Regions from separate parts of the Athene noctua genome. Here region 2 is linked to region 1. A link is a contact called in public Hi-C data. All regions are on one chromosome and are shown on one strand. The core of a region is the stretch at or near the end of the contact, and the rest is flanking DNA. Distances in the headings are between cores, read along the strand shown.

The links. A called contact is a pair of places that touch in the nucleus more often than the background predicts.
Region 2: a Hi-C map of heart shows a contact between it and region 1, with 10 times the contacts expected there. The contact joins the promoter of FAM8A1 here to the promoter of TBC1D7 in region 1. A contact is called at or near these places in 2 of 2 Hi-C or Micro-C datasets (heart and liver).

Annotation. Positions count from the first base shown.
Region 1 is chr2:97,754,881-97,758,271 of bAthNoc1.hap1.1, forward strand. TBC1D7 (TBC1 domain family member 7) reads right to left here and starts at 1,689. Exons shown (of 9, transcript XM_074899685.1): 1 at 1,597-1,689.
Region 2 is chr2:97,960,541-97,963,931 of bAthNoc1.hap1.1, forward strand. It overlaps FAM8A1 (family with sequence similarity 8 member A1), which reads right to left and starts at 1,834. Exons shown (of 5, transcript XM_074899706.1): 1 at 1,197-1,834. The coding sequence starts at 1,791.

The DNA.
Region 1 (3,391 bases), core at 439-2,938:
TCACACCCAGTGACAGCAGCAAAATTTGGGAAAAATAATCTGAATGAGGAACAATGGGTGAACAATGCACTGAAAAGCTTTTCTAGTTAAATTTCTTCTTTTCCTTGTTGAACCAAAGTACACATCCAGAGCAAAGCATTTGAAGATATAAACAACGGCCACAATTTTGCAATGAATGCACATATTTAAATCCGTATATCCACTAGGCCTATTTGCATTTCAAATTAAGTCCATTTTTAGTGCTTTGTAGGATCAGGGCCAAGACCAGACAGAAAAATATAAACCAGCAAAGGACTGAATTAGTGCTTTCTGAGACAGGTAAAATACTATCTCAAAACCAGAAAAAAAAAAAAAATTACTTGTAAGACATTCCAGTTGTGCATCATCCTTGTGAAAATGACCGTGATGTTCATGTATTGTGCATTTAAGGGTCTGGTGATGAGTGTTTACTACTTACATTGCACTCATGTCTAGCAGACTTATGCTATAGACACTCAACTATATTCAAAATAGCTGAAATTTCTTAAACCTGAATAACATGTTATTTAGAAAACATTTAGCCTGTACCACTTGTGGAAAGCTGACAGTAGAGTCACAGAACAGAAACAATAAATGTAATACGAAAAATAACAGCATGATCTATAAGGAATGCCATTTTAATAATTTTAAACTATCACCTACCAGCAGTACATTTTATTTACTCAGTGGAAAAAAGAAGGCACACTGTTGCCTCCTTCCCTCCAAATTTAGGATATATACTTTCATGTTGGGCAAACAAGGAATATTCTAATCTTTACACATATCATCAATAAACTGGAAGAAGAAAGGGTGAAAATAAATCCCTAGCCAACTCATTGGAAGTGTTCTGTACAAGAGTACAATTAATTCATCCTGTCTTGAAAGATTAATGCATTTTTGGCCTTAACAGCCCTCTTCATCACATTATTTCACGCAACGAATACAAATTAAACACAAATACTTCGTAAGGAGCCAGACACGATGCCAACACACTTCTGCCCATTTACAGAATGCCCTGCCTTGCCCAGACTAAGCCGAACTCTGGGCGCAGCCTTGGCAGGCCGAGCAGCCCCGCCTGCGGGCAGCCGCAGCCCTCGCTCACCCCCTCCCGGCCCCTACGGCGGCCTCGCCGCTGTTTCAGGCTCTGGGGTTGCGACACCCGGTCTCTGTGACATTCCCAAGGAAAACGGGGATACACTTGGGCACGGGGTCATCCACCCCCCGGAAATCAAACCGCAAGCTGACGGCCACCCCTCTCCCACACATACCGGCATCCCCCTTCCAGCGGGCAAGGCGGCGGGGCAGAGGCTGGGCACCCCACACACCCTGCCCGCCCGCCGCCCGCCCGGCGCGCACACGCTCGGGGGCAGAGGGTCCCCACCGGAGCCCCCACGGGGGCCGGCCAGGGCGGCGGGAGGGGCCCGGTCACCGCCACCCCGAGGCAGAGCCGCGCCGGCAGGTGAGGCCACCGCGAGGCCCCGGGGGAGGGCAGGGGCTCAGGAAAGGGGATGACAGCGGGGCCGGTGACAGCCGCCCGCCCTCCCGCCACCACCGGGGCCTCCCCCCCGCCCCGCGCACCTACGGCAGCCGGACGCGGCCCTACGGCGCGGGCGGGGCCGGACCGAGGGGCGGGCTCGGGCGCATGCGCAGGCCCCGCCCCGCGGAAGGACCACGTGACGGCGGGGCGGGGCGGGGCCGGCTGCCCCCGCCGGGCCTCTCAGGGAGGGCCGGGGCGGTGGCGGCGCCGCTCGGGCGGTCCGGGCCTCGCACACACCTCGGTTGTTCGCCCCCTCACCCCGCAGATCAAGCCGTCTGCCGTTCACCTCCCTGTGCCGGCCCCTCCTCCTCGCTCCTCCCCACATTTCACGGGGCAGATCCGGGGACACTGAGGGCTGCCGGAGGGAAACAGCTGCATCTCTCATACGCCTGCTTCAAGGTGACACCGGCGTTGTGACAGAACGGGCTGTGCCCAGCACGGAATTCTTACAGAGCAGTGATCCAGAAGGGACAGCGCCGCGCAAGATCCACCGATAGTGCTCATCAATAAAGAAAGAACTCTCTTAACACGGAGACCATAAAGAATAGCAGAGGGTGATGCTGCCTGCACTGTATTATTTGCTGTAATTTGTATGCTTAGAGTTTTGGTCCATCCACTGACATCTTGAAGTGCTAAGCCTTGGACAACAAGCCCAAGCCAGAGTTGACCTATAGATGAATCCTGTATATTTTATAACTGATGACCATTGTGCTAGTAGGTATTGTACTAAGTTATAACAACCCACCTATGCTGATGTAAAAAGTGCTAAAGCATTGAAATACTGCAGCCTGAACAACAGGCCCCAAGATGAAGGTGCTAACTTAGCGTGTTAGCCATTAATAAAACATGTAAACTTGCTAGTGAAAGATGCAGCTTAGACAAAATATAATCAGTAGTGAGGAGAAAATGTATCCAACTTCCCTTTCTCAGCCTTGTTGAAGGCTGAGAACCCAAGTATCTGGCCTTGTTAGAAACTCCCTTGGTTTCCCCCCCTGAGCCCTGGCCAGGCTTTGGGTGGAATCCAACAGGAGAATGAAACCAGAAATTTTCTGCTCAAAACAAAGGTGCCAGCTATTCTGGCTGGTCGATCTCTGGTATATAAGGCTGGGCCCGTTTGCAGCGACTTTGGGTGCCTCACCTACGGGTGGACGCACCACGTAGGATTTCCCACTTGCCAGGACAGGCTCTGCAAACCCTCGCTGTAACCGGGGCTGCCCAGCCACTGCGGGTCTGGGTGATGGTAACGTATGCAAGTGGTGATGTATTTTTCTTAATCTCTATTCTCTCTCTCGTGTAGTAATAATTTAAGGCATTACCCTGTTTTTTCCTGTTTGCTGCTGTAAGTGCACTATTCTACTTTTTCTTACTACATGTTTTCTATATTACACTGTTACATTATTTGGTTATCACTAGTAAAATACGCCTACTCTTTTCACTCTGGTGTCTGGGTTTAATTGGTATCCTTAATCAGCAAAACACATCTAAGGACATTTTACTTGGAATAAGAAGCTAAGTGCATTTTCCAAAACCAAGATCTACTCTGATGCATGTGAGCAAAGTAGATGACACTAATACTCCTACCCCTCAAAACAGATAAAAGGCCTAGATCTCACTGTTGAAAGCCAACACTCAAAAATCAACCCATGCTGCCAAAACCATGGGACATGAAATTAATAGTGTGCTTTTATTTGGGGTTTTTATGGTTAGTGGTGATGTTTTCATTCAGATCTTTGAGATCTTGCCAGCCTTTAACTGTCCTGATTGCAAGAACAAGGCAGATGCTCTTAAAAGGAGCTGTTTTCAGCTCATGGCCCCTTTCCAGGAGCAGAAACTTGA
Region 2 (3,391 bases), core at 584-3,083, 210 kb after region 1:
TGAAGAACTAGTTAAAAATCCAAGAATCATGTCAGTCTAGCCTTTGTCCATATCTTCTGTTTCAATGACAGGCACTATCTGTTTATAAGCAATCTATAACTCAGAATCAGGGCACGATTAAATAAAATACTACTTCGTGTTATAGCCTTGTTTAAACAACATTTGCTCACAGCCCCATGAAAGAAGCAAGTTCAAAAGCTACATTCCCTTCCCTTCAAAAGAAAGAAAAAGCAACTGAAAACGTTCTCCCCTCACACCCAGCCACTGAGCTTATAAAAAAATGTTACAGACCAGTAATGCTGTACTTTGCCCTGCAGAAAGAAAGGAGATCTGGCTTTTCTCCAAAGTTCTTCAGCAGTGTTCTGCTCCACGGTTTTCTACCATTACTCAAGGTGCTAACCAGACACTCAGGAAATGTCACCTAGGTGCTCCTCGACTTGTGAGGAAATGTTTGTGCTCCAGGCTTTCTCTCTGATGTGACCGGAGCAAGTTTGTCTTGCTCTCGAACAAATATAAACAGAAGCACTGCTATACACAGCCTTCAATATTTATAGCCCTAGCAGACTTTTGTTTATCTCGGGTCTTGCTGCTAGCTTGCCGAATGTAAGCCTGTTTTTACTTCTCTGCTTCAATTTCATTAAGTGACTTTAAGGACCAAGAGCCCACTAAAACTGATAAAGTGAGTTTAGATTTCATCATCCAAACAGCCTACTTACATTACAAAGCTTGATGCATTACAAGCCCACGATCACAAGTTTTATTGAAAAAACCCAACCCCAACCTTCTTCATATCCATGAAAACGCCTTACAAGCGCTAAAGCTACACGCCGTACACCCAAGACAACCCTCTCAAACCTGCTTGCGGATTAAGTTCTGGATTTACAAACTCGGTATTTGAGCTGTCCCCTTTTACAGGGCACAGCGACGCGCCCGGGTCTGCCGCCCTCAGAAGCGCAGCGGCCCTCAACGTTGCCAAACCCCCCGCTTCCTCCCGGAGACGCCGTTTCCCAACACGGCGGCGGGGAAGCGGCGGAGACCGAAGGCGCCGCGGGCAGCAAGGCACCGGCCCCGGCCCCGCGCCCACCCGCCCCGCACGGCAGCCGACCAGGGACTCTGGCCCCACCGGCCGCCTCCCCACGGGCCAGGCCGGCCGCTCTCCCCCCAGCCCGGGCCCGGGCCCCGCCCGCCCCACTCACCTGCCGGCCGCCCCGTCTCCCTGGGGGCGCCGCTGCCGCTGGAGCCGGCGGCGCTGCTGGAGGCCGCCCTGGGCAGGGGGGCCAGCCTGCCCGCCGCTCCCGGCCAAGCGCCGGCGGCGGCTGAGGCGCGGGGCCCTGGCCCGGCGGTGGCCGCGTGGGCTGGCACCGGCGCGAAGAGGTAGAAGGGGCTGTAGTAAGCGGCGGCGGCGGCGGCTCCGGTCGGCGGGGAGGGAGGGGGCGTCGCGGCGACGCGGGGGGGGCCGGGGTTGGCGGCGGCGTTGCTGGCGTTGGCGAGGAGCGCGGGCAGGCAGCCCTGCCAGCCCAGGTACCCGCAGTACGAGTCCCAGAGCCACTGGTGCACGCGCCGCGCGTACTCCGCCGCGCTCAGCGGCTTCGCCCCGCCGCCCTCGCCCCCAGCGGCCGCCGGAGGGGAGCCCGGAGGGGAGCCCGGCGGTGACGACGCGGCGGCCGCGGCCTCCCCCGCTCCGGCGACGCCGTCGTTCCGCTCGCTGTCGCCCTCCGCCATCGCTGCCGCCGCCGCCGCCGCCCCAGCGCCGGCCCGGCCCGCGCCCGGCTCCGCGGCGGCCTCCGCCATCTCCTGCCTCCCCTCTGGCACTGCGTGCCCTCCCGCAGCGCGCGTGCGCCGGGGCGCCGCCTCGCCACTCCCACGCACGGCGGAGGGAGCGGGGGAAGCGGCCGAGCGCTAGGCGGCGGCCCGAGGCGGAGCGTACCACCGCCGGGAAAGCCCTTCTGCCGCGGCGCCAGGAAGGAACTAACTGCTCTTTCTCTCCCCGCCCCGCGGGAGATGGTATCGCCGAGGCAGGGGCGCGCTCTGCCCAGCGCGGTTCCAAGCGCTCTCGAGGTAAAACCGGCCCCGGCGGGGGCGCGGCCCGGCGCACCGAGCGCGCCGCAGGGCTCTCCCGGCCGCGCGGAGGGCGCCTCGTTTCTCCTCAGCACAAACGCCGGGGTTCCCCGCCGCCGGCTCCTCCGGTGTTGCGCCGCCCGGAGGCAGCGCGGGGAGCGGCCATCCCCTCAGCGGGACTGGCGGCGGCGTCCGGCCCGTCTCCCTCCCTCCCTCCGTCTCGCCGGCGGCCAGACAGCTGCCCTCCGGCACCGCAGCCTCCTCCTCAGCCGAAGGCCCAGGCCCGGTTTCGTAGCCGGACGGCGACTGTGAGAGCGGGCCTCAGGGGGACTTGCTCCAGCACGTTGTGCTGAAGTGTGGAAAGGGAGTCTTCATCTTCTGTGCCAGCCTTCGTTTTCAAAACGCTCCTCTCTGAATGTGCTTGGAAGGGGGGGGAAAGCAGGACGAGATCCGCCTCTCACAGTCTGTCCCTTCCCCTGACTTCTGAATTTGGCCCAGACCACAGGTAAATTACTCTTAATAGGCCGTGGTGGACGAGGCGATAAAGCCAAGTGAGGAATAAGGCATTTGCCTTGCAGCCGGGCAGCGTTATCTGTCCTTCCGCGTACTGCCACCTGCGGTGACAGCTGCTGGTCCTGGCCTCTCGCAACTTTCTAAACACTTTCTCTTGACTAATAGGAAGTGGGTTGAAATTGTTCGGAGAGAGAAAAAGTGTTAAATTGCTCTTGTGTACTACTACGGTTTGATTTTGTTGTCTAAATGTTGCATTCTTTTCCATCTCGCCTTTCCCATCTTTTTCTCTTTCACATTCGTGTTCTTTCTGTGCACCAACGCTGACCAAAGAACCAGGGGCCCTACAGCAAGTTTAAACACAGTTGTCCGAGTTAATTTTTAATATTTAAGGTTCCTGTGTACTATTAAGCATCTCAACCAGACCACAAGTTCTGTGCAATACAGATGTTAACGCAGCTCCATACTGAACGAACTAGTAATCTATACTGTAAACATGGAGTGTTTCCCAATTTTAACACAGCAAATAGCACAGCTGACAAAACCCAGAAACCCCTCCCTCTCCCTGCCAGACTAAACCAAAATACATTATTTTCCCATGTAACCCTAACTCATTTAAAAAGTGAAGTTTCTGCAGAGTGAGTCTCTCATATAGCCAAGCTGAGGTGAATTGTCAAAGTGCTTGGGAAATAACCCTCACCACCTTAATTAAATGCAGTTATGTTAGGTGCTGGTGCTCATTAAGTAGGTATAGCTCTAATTACACTGGCATGTGTTTAGTTCAAGACCTGGGTGAAATCAACATGCGTAAATCATTTGCGAA